Regions from separate parts of the Mus musculus genome. Here all the other regions are linked to region 3. Evidence: chromatin contacts called from public HiChIP or PLAC-seq data. All regions are on one chromosome and are shown on one strand. Each heading gives the region's core, a stretch centred on a gene start, on an enhancer-like site or on the middle of the called end of the contact. The rest is flanking DNA. Distances are from core to core; before and after follow the strand shown.

What was found. HiChIP or PLAC-seq counts read pairs in DNA pulled down with a chosen protein or histone mark.
Region 1: an H3K27ac HiChIP or PLAC-seq map of stem cell-derived neural progenitor cells shows a contact between it and region 3, with 4 times the contacts expected there. The contact joins the enhancer-like site here to the promoter of Mrc2 in region 3. A contact is called at or near these places in 1 of 39 promoter capture datasets (cranial neural crest), 1 of 15 datasets of contacts at CTCF or cohesin (the NIH/3T3 cell line) and 2 of 115 datasets of contacts at active chromatin or transcription factors (microglia and stem cell-derived neural progenitor cells).
Region 2: an H3K4me3 HiChIP or PLAC-seq map of neural tube shows a contact between it and region 3, with 4 times the contacts expected there. The contact joins the enhancer-like site here to the promoter of Mrc2 in region 3. A contact is called at or near these places in 3 of 39 promoter capture datasets (the C10 cell line, hippocampal neurons and liver) and 4 of 115 datasets of contacts at active chromatin or transcription factors (the NIH/3T3 cell line, astrocytes, craniofacial prominence and 1 more).

Annotation. Positions count from the first base shown.
Region 1 is chr11:105,565,753-105,568,676 of GRCm38.p6, reverse strand. Gm39422 (a long non-coding RNA gene) reads right to left here. Exons shown (of 4, transcript XR_880251.2): 2 at 354-460. Among named protein-coding and RNA genes, the nearest start is that of Gm39422, 14 kb to the right of the region's middle. Within about 2 kb of position 1,381, at least 39 of the 459 cell types and tissues checked have an H3K27ac peak or open chromatin away from gene starts, as enhancers often do. A contact at or near this core is called in stem cell-derived neural progenitor cells, where this site is marked.
Region 2 is chr11:105,757,779-105,761,102 of GRCm38.p6, reverse strand. All of the region lies in intron 4 of Tanc2 (tetratricopeptide repeat, ankyrin repeat and coiled-coil containing 2), which reads right to left. Among named protein-coding and RNA genes, the nearest start is that of Tanc2, 170 kb to the right of the region's middle. Within about 2 kb of position 1,507, at least 39 of the 459 cell types and tissues checked have an H3K27ac peak or open chromatin away from gene starts, as enhancers often do. A contact at or near this core is called in craniofacial prominence and neural tube, where this site is marked.
Region 3 is chr11:105,291,200-105,294,073 of GRCm38.p6, reverse strand. It overlaps Mrc2 (mannose receptor, C type 2), which reads right to left and starts at 1,428. Exons shown (of 30, transcript NM_008626.3): 1 at 1,173-1,428. The coding sequence starts at 1,287.

The DNA of each region.
Region 1 (2,924 bases), core at 132-2,631, 270 kb before region 3:
CTGCATGCTCTGTAGCACAGGACGCTTTTTATAGGTATTATCTTTTTATCTCACACTAATCCTGTTGTGGCAGATAGTATTCACTTTCCCATCTTATCAGGAAGCAGAAACTTAGAGAGGTTAAATAATATTTTAAAAAAAGATCACTAATCTAATTAACAGTAAAGCCAGGATTCAAACTGAGGTTCCTCTACCTCTAAGATACAGATTCATGGTGTGGATCTTATTTTATGCAAAGACATGATTACGGGGTTAGAGAGAGAACTCAGTCAGTAAAATGTTTGCCACACAGTCATTAGGACCTAGACTTGGATCTCCAGCACCCTAGTAGAAAGCAGGCATTAGTGGTGTACCTTTATAATCCCAGCTTTGGGGGGCAGGGGCGGAGGGGGAAGATGTCTGGATCTTGCTGGCCAGTTCTTCTGGTTGAACTGATAAGCTCTGGATTCAGTGAGAGGTCCTGCCACAAAAGGTACGGTTGAGAGCATTTGGGAAGACACCCGGCTTTGACTTCTAGCTTCCATACATGTGTACACATATGAACACTCATACACATAAAATGCATGGTTATGGACTGCGCATGTTGGCATATACTTACAATGTAAGCACTGAAGCGGGAGGATCATAAGCTCATGGGCTATACAACAAGACATGGTCTCAAAGGAATGGGGAACGTGGTTAATGGTTTAATGGTATAAAACAACAACCTGGTCTTTTGTTGTTTTGTTGGGTTGTTTGTTTGTTTGTTTGTTTGTTTTTCAAACAGAGTTTTTTTGTGTAGCCCTGGCTGTCCTGGAGCTCACTCTGTAGGCTGGGAAGTCTTGAATTCACATAGATCCATTTGCTTTCACCTCCCTAGTGCTGGCATTAAAGACATGCACCACCACACTGGCCAACCTGGTCTTTTGTACATGGAAATCAGTGGCCCTTCACTGTTGCTTCATTTCCTTATTCTTGTTTAGCATTCTCTGTTAATGTCCAGATTTCCTGTCTTCATATGAGATTCTATTCTCTCCCTACCCATCTCCTCTTTCTCTCACAACATTGCTCTGTTTCACACGCTCATTAGACATGTTCAGTAAACAAGGGAGCTTTGGCTGAGAAGGGAAGCATTTGTGCTATTTCAAAAGCCTTTTCCTCAGACTCAGCCCTGACCTGGGCTTCTGTAGCCAGGATTTCTGAAATTGCTGGTGCTCAGTCCAGCAGCCTAGCAGCAGAAAAGCTTACACAAGAAGAGGAAGGGCCAAAGCACATGCTTATTCATAACAAGATGAGCCAAGAGTGTCAGAGGAATTTGCTGAGTGGCAATGGTGAAGCAAAGAGTGATTTGTTCTTCATATGAGAGTTTGGTTGTGCTTTTTCCAGCAAGTGAATGGAAGCCAGCTGAGCATGGGGCATTGCTGGCATGCAAGCAGTTGGTGCACAAGAGAAGGGATGCAACAGAATGGATGCACAGATGGGCTAATATGTTTGAATGAGGGCATTTCTGGACGCTTCAGACCCTTGTAGATTACTTAGGCAGGGAATAATAGTTCCTGCCCATTGTTATTTGTCTGAATGGTGACCTAAAGTTGGGGGCAGACTCTTGCTAAGGAACAGGGCTTTAATGTAGCATGCAGATATTTCTTCTTGGAATCGTTGCACTGAATTAATTTTTTTTCATGGTGGGAATGCACATCAAATAATCAAGACGCATTGTATTCAGGACCTAATTTCCCAAATGTCAGCATGCAATACATTTCAAAAGTAATTCACTTTGCAATGTGTTTTTCCCATTACACTCATAAGGCAGAAATTATTGCAAATAATAGCCTAGGAAGCTGGGATCATCATTATATCAGCTAAGGGGTCTGACTGGGCCATTGACAGTAAAGGTTATTTCTACTGAAAAGGGAAAGAGAAATCCACATTATTTCAAAAACAAACCTATTTGATGTCTTCTATCAACGTTCTCTCTAGCCTCCTATATTTTCTTGATTCCTCAAGACTGTCTTTCTGTAGTTGCCTAACCATGACTTATGATCTCACCTCTGAGTTTTCTGGGTGCTCCTTTCTGGTTAGGACAAACAAAATTAAAAAGTACCCATGCCCCTTCTCTTCTACCTACTCCCTTCTAGCCTTCAAACCCAGGATTCACCACTTTTTCAATGACCGTGAAGCCTTGTTGTGTGTGGCACACACCTGAAATCCCAGCACTTGGGAGGCTGACATGGCCATCCAGGGTTATATAATGAGACTGAATCTAAAAAACACATTGCCACTAAGATGACAGGGAGAGGTCCCCACATCCCAAGCGTGATTTTCTCAAAAGACTTATCAGTTACAGCTTTAGTCTGTACTATACCATATTTTCCTGCAGCTAAAATATTCCTTTGGATTCTTTCTCGGGTTGTTTTATGTGTGTATGTCTTAGGCTCCAATTAGATTTCCCATTCCCTGGAGATCTCGAGGCCCCTGCCTTTTATTTCTTTAGCATCCAGGAATAGTACAATGACTCATATTAGAATGGCATAAAAGCCACACCTGTGGATATACTTCAACCAGCCTTAGACTTTTGACAGTGATACAATGTTACCAAACAACCATCAGATGAACTTCAGAAGGCTAAAGATAAGATGTGAGCATCCGACCTGTCCCAGGTGGGTCTTCCTCCCAAGAATAACTTAAAGGTTTCTCTTGTCTGTTTTAGTTGTCTTTATGAAATCTCATAATAAAAATTAATTTAAAAATCACCTGTATTAGATGGATGCAAGTGGAGGGATGGGTATGTGCATGTGCATGCATGTGTGGGAGCTTACAGAGGCTCCTATCCCCCTGGAGCTAGACTTGCAGGTGGCTATGGATCACCAGCATGGGCACAAAGAATTTAATGCAGTAATCTGGAAGGCAGTAGTTCTTAACTACTAAGCCTTCTCTACAGCCCC
Region 2 (3,324 bases), core at 258-2,757, 470 kb before region 3:
GTTCCTGTTGTCGGACAATCTATCTTTAGGCAGACAATGCAACTTCAGAGAATGCTTGTCCCTATGCTACTTCAGGGGAGAAAGACAGGGGAGGGCAGAAGGGCAGAAGGGCAGAGAGATCTCAGATCTGAGGCTGCCTCTGAAACCTTCTAATCAATGGAGTGGGACGACAAAGCATTGGACTCTGGGGCAGCCTTCTGTTTGTTTAATATGTACTGTACTCTTTAATTCATTTTGTTTATTGCTTATTTTTGATACTACCTAGAGATAATACTATCTTCAATTCCAGGTTACACACTTATCTTAATAGAAACTTATTTTAGGAAATCTAAAAACATTACTATAAAAGAACAAAATCAGTACAACGTGCCTATGCTATAAACCTGCTTCAGATTATAAAGTGAAGCCTAGGAAGCACAGTAGGAAACATTCTGGCACTGCGTTTTCATTCTTCCTGGTGTTCTAAAAACCTTAGCTCAAGTTTGGTTATACTAACAAAGAATCCATACTTGTGGAAAATATGCATAAACAATCACATTACTAAGACTGCCCAGAGCGATTTAGCACAGACATTCCCAAGTCACAACTACTTTGCTTCATAACCAGAACAACAGCTACATTCGATCAGTGATATAATTAATATGGTGTTAAAGAGATTAGGCTCCTGACAGTCATTCTGACTTGTGAATCTAGAGAAGGAAAAGCCTCATTTGGGCTGGAAGCACAGTTCAGTGTAGCAGGGTTTGCTTAACTTCTATGCATCCCTCTGTTAGAGCCCAGATTTAAAGGAGTAGAGCAAAAAGAAGGAGGAAGGAGGGTAAAAAGAAGATAAGGAAAGGGGAAGAAAAGAGAGGTACTAGGTGGTAAGAGGAGGCACTTAGGGGAAAAAAAGTAAAAGATTCAGCATTTATTTTATAACACTAATTTACAAATGAATGCAAAGTACAATATTGCATTTGCTGTGACAGGATGAAGAACTTATGCAATGCTACCAGAAGAGCTTTTGTTGCTTTGGGAAAAAGAGAAGCCCATATTTAATATATACTACTACTGAAAGATAAGTCTGAGAATAAAACCCTCAAGATCTTTTAATACTCAAAATGGATTCGTAAGGTCAATTATATCTTATTTATCAGGATGTGGCTCAAGTTTTCCTGTACTGTTTTGTAAGTGTGTCCTATCTGGCTGCAGAGATAAAACCCTGACATTTCAGATCTGAAAAATGATAAATTTTCAGAAGTAGGAATTTAGAAGTAGGAATCACTCTGTCCTGTTCACTCCAAGTAAAATATATAGTATTGTTATTTTTCCACAGTGGTTTAATATCATTTTTAATGAGCAAGAATAAACAAAAGACCTAAAACCAAGTATCTCAAGGTTCTTTGCTACCGTTCTGAACTGTACTTTCAACTGGAGCTACGAATGTTTCTGACACAGTTCTATGGACTCACTCTAGAGAAGAGTGTAAAGGATGCTGCCAGGCAACTCACTGAAGTCTGAAAGAATCTGAGCACTAATAATGAGCCTGTCTGTTTGGCTCCCACACAAGAAGGATTTAGTGAAGTCCACATGTGTTTACAGGCCATTCACAAGAAGAGGGTATCTGTAAAAGTGAGTGTTCAAGAGGAATCAAGCTCAGTATCTAATTCAACTTTAATATTTCTAATATCTAAAGCATTTTCTGCAACTATCCAGAATTCCAACAACAATTAGGCACAAGTCATAATCAAAAGGTCCAGTACTGAATGAACATTCTTACACATATCTTTGATGCTCCTGTCCACACAGGGCCACTATCACATGTCTTTAATTACTTCAAATCACAAAAATAATCCTGAAAACCTCATCTGCCAAAATTACTTTGAAATTTATCTTTGAAACTGTTTGCAATACTCTCATCAGTAGATAAAACAACATGTACTTTATAAAACCTATGCTCTTTTAGGAGAATAAGTATTAAGATGCAAGAATTAACGTGTTTTTATGAGTACTATACATGCAAGGCTGCTCTGCCGGGTGGGCCTGCTGCAATCCTCCCCTTTTCAAAGCAGACGCTGCATGCATGCTTACCAGGGCAGTATGCATCCACGTCCAGTTTCTGAGCTGAAGTGAGGGTTGGGGAGCCAAGCTCGGACTCTGGAATTCGTGGGCTCTCAACAAACTTTGCCTTCCTCAGAGGGGCTAAGGACAAAAAGAAAGAGAGAAAGAAGGAAAAGGAGAGGAAAGCAGAAGAGGGGTGAGAAAAAGGAAAAAGGAACAGAGGGAAAGAGAAGGGGAAAGGGAAAGAGAGAAACACAGAGGGGTCATGAGTAAGGGGAACAGCAGGCAACAGATGGAAGCACTTACATGAACGACACACTCTGTCAGACTCAGATCAGGTTACCCTATTTTTTGTGCCAGAAAAAAAAATTAACTGCATTCCTCATACAGGAGATGGGTCTTGTTTAAAAGTCATTGAAAATGGGAAAAGCTAAAATCTATTATCCAAAACTTTGAGCATAAATTGTAATTGTCTACCACCTCTGGTTACTTCCTCTCTTTATTAAGAAAGGACTTTCTTGTCTTGGCTTTCTGTGCCTTCAAATACAAGTACTAACTAAGAAAAGTACTGAAAGAAGTTTTAAGGTTTAATTACAACAGCTGTAATGAAGTTTCCTTTATCCAGAAAAAAATTACTCATATTAAGTACTGAAAGTGTGATTAAATATTGATGTAGTTTAATAAGGAAATCAATCATTTTGCTGTTCAGCCATTAGAGTAAGAAGTCAACAATGCTAGGATACTAAAATACAAAGTAGGCCATGACAAGTTAACACAAATGCTGAAAAGATATGTCTTAGTTACAAACTTAATCATGAAACCTAGACAATAGTAACACTCCATATCATAAAATTATTCAATATTAGTATATTCATAAACTTGATATTTGTACTTAATAAAGGTCATATTCAAAGTAGGTATCTTAGTATATAACTCGTACTCTCCCTGAAAATCCTAACTGCTTAGGTTTTAGGCTGTGCACCCCTCTGCCACACTGCGCAGATAAATGAGCTGTGTGGGGTTAAGGTGCGTTATTGACTTACATTCAAATATTCCGTTAAGCATCTTTCAAAAAAATCCTAGTTAAATATCTTAAAAGTTAAATTAGATTGATTACTTTGACATTTTTCAAACTGAATTATAATAAACTCTAGTTCTCATGACTGCAGAATAAACTCTTTTCATTGCTGAGCCATCTCTTCAGCCCTGATGATTTAATTGCTCAAAATCTTCAGTCCTTCTCTAGGCTGGTATTAAACCACAGTCCTGGCTTTGGAATAATGA
Region 3 (2,874 bases), core at 179-2,678:
GAGGAGGCTCCTATGTAACTGTGGGTCACCCTGACCCTACCTTTCCCCTCAGCAAATGCCCACAGCACACCAGGCCACCGCAAAGGCCTCAGACTCTTCAGGGGGCCCTCTAGTCCTAGCACAAAGCTGCAGCTGCTGTCCCATCCCTTTCCGCTGACCCAGCCCCCAATTAAACATAAAAAGGGGATGTGGAGGCAACACCCAGCACATTTTTTAAAATTCTGAGTGCCTCTGCCCCCCAAGATCTACCCTATCAATGTTTATGAGTGTTCAGGTTCTTGTCGAGGGACCTGTCTGACCTCACATTTCAGATAGTTCTAAAATAACGACGACGACGACGACAACAACAACAACAACACAACAACAAAAAAAAACATACAGAAAAGAGAAGGGTGCAGTTTGGGGGGCTTGTGTGGTTGGTCTTCTGTGGGTTGTGGTTTGTATCTTTAGAAACTCTTTTGCACCAAAGACTGTCCACTCTGGAGAAGTGCCAATTTGATCAGAATTGAACACACAAAGTGAGAAACGAACACACACACACACACACACACACACACACACACACACACACACGCACGCACGCGCATTCGGTTCTCCTGGCACAAAACTGTTCCACAGGGTTACGATCGAACGGTGCATAAGTCCTCTGCCACAAGCTGTCCTTAAAGACCAAGTAAGAAAACATAAAGACCCCATTGCCAGACGCTGAACAGACTGACCCCTCACGTACAGAGTAAGAAACAATGCGCCTCTGGCTCTCTGGTTGTATATCAAGGTACCCAGACCAGCGCGGGGCGAGCGCCGGGGGTCCGGGTGGCCCGGACACCAGCCCTCCCTCTCCCTCCCAGGCCGCGGTGCCTTGGCTCCCCTCCCCCGCCGCCTGCCACATCTGGTTCCACTCAGGTCCTCCCCCACCTCCAGGCGCGCTCCTCCTCCCATCTCCTCCCTTGCTCCCAGAAAAGTGGAGACGAATTTAAAAAATCCAGTCACACACACACACACACACACACACACACACACACACACACACACGCACACACACGCGTGCGCGCGCACACACACACACACACACACACGCACGCACGCACTTCTTCAGAAAAGATGGGAGAAAAAAAGGAGGGAAAAGTCAAGAGGCCCGACTCCCGAAGTTGGCCAAGTTGGCAGCGCCTTACCCAGGAGGGCGGCGGCGGAGTCCGCCGGGTGGCCGAGACGCAGTCCCCCGAGAAGCAAGACGCAGCGCAGCAGGTGACGAGGCCAGGGCGCGAGGGCAGGTCGGATGGGTACCATCCCTGCGGCGCTCGGAGGACGAGAGTACGGAGGGCGCACGGCAGGGCTGCGTGCAGAGACAGCCCTAGCGCTGTGCTCAGATGACCGCCGGCGAGGGGATCGCATCCTCCTCCGGGTCCGGACGAAGTGATGCCTCCCGGAGAGGAGGAGGGAGGAGGCAGGCCCCGCAGAGGGAGGGCGGAGGGAGGAGCGCAGAACCCTGGAGGAGGGTTTGAGGGGCAGAGGGGAAGGGAAGCGGGCAGCGTGGGAGGGGACGGAGGAGGCGCGGGGGCGCAGGGCTGGGGACCCGGCCGCAAGGGAGTGCGTGTCGGGAGGGAGAGGAGGCGAAGGCTGGAGAAGAGGATCAGCGAGGTCCACAAGGATCCCAGTGTGCGCTCTTTATCTTCCCCTATTCTGCTTCTTAATTCCTTCCCGCCTTGTCTACCCTCTCTTTTCAGACCGGGCCTGGAGCCCCAGACGCTGCGTCACAGCTTCTCCTGCTGGCGCGAGAGGCGAAGCAACTGCAAAACTTTCCGCAGAACTTCACCGCGTGGCGAAGCCTGGGCTGCTGCGAGGCCTGGCCAGCCGAAGGATGGGATGCGCGACTGACTCAGGTGGCCAGTCTTGGGCCCCCAGCATCCCCTCCATCCAGCCTCTTCTGCCAGGTTTTAGGCGCTGAGCATCAGCTATTTCCTTTCCTAAGACCCCCCTCCCCTATTTCTGATGGGGAAGAGGAGGAGCTCAGAACTCCGCGCCACCCGTGCGGAGGTTGGGGGAGGGGAAGGTAGAGCTCCTGTTGCTTGTGAGCAGCGCAAACAATTCTTGATCATCTTGTTTCAGCATGTGTGACTCCTGTGTCAGTGTCCCTGGCACAAAGAATGTAACACTTGAGTTGATAGGGGCCGCTGTATCCAGAGACCTGGGACAAAAGCGGTCCACTGGATGTCCCAGAAGACCTACATCATTCCCACCAGCTGGGCTGCTGGCCGGTAGCAAAGAACAAAACGGAAATTTCATGAAGACAATCCAGTTACTTAGCATTATGCAACAGGTCAGATGGCAGAGCAAAGCACTGGGCTGAGAATCTGGATTTTGGAGAGCAGCCGACACCTAACCTCTGATTTCCCAGTCTTGAAAGTGATGCTTGGGAGCTCCAGCTGAGAACAGGCTTGAGATTTCTGGAGTCCAACAGCACAAAGCAGACTCACCTTCTCCCATCACAAGAGATCAAAACACTGTAAAACTGTAATATAAGTTTTATTGTTTCCTGGACTGGCCACTGAGGGGCTTTTTTTTTTTTTTTTTTTTTTTTTTTTGAAATAACAAACATGACTTTTCATGACTCCTGTTGTAGGTACTCTTTCTGTATCTCTGCAATAAAGGCTCTGCTCCAGGGAGGCTCCACCTTAGCCCTTCTGAACTCTGCCAACTGAGATTCTTGGCTTAATATAGCCCACTGATTGCAGGTCCCCAAAAGGAGCACCTGCAGGCCCCTGGAAAGGTTCTGCTAGCCACAGCCCTGACTGTCAGCCAAGTGAACAAAACCCCTTACCCTAAGGCTAACTTGAGCAGGGTTGCAGATTGGCTTCTGGAAAGTGTTCACAGCTT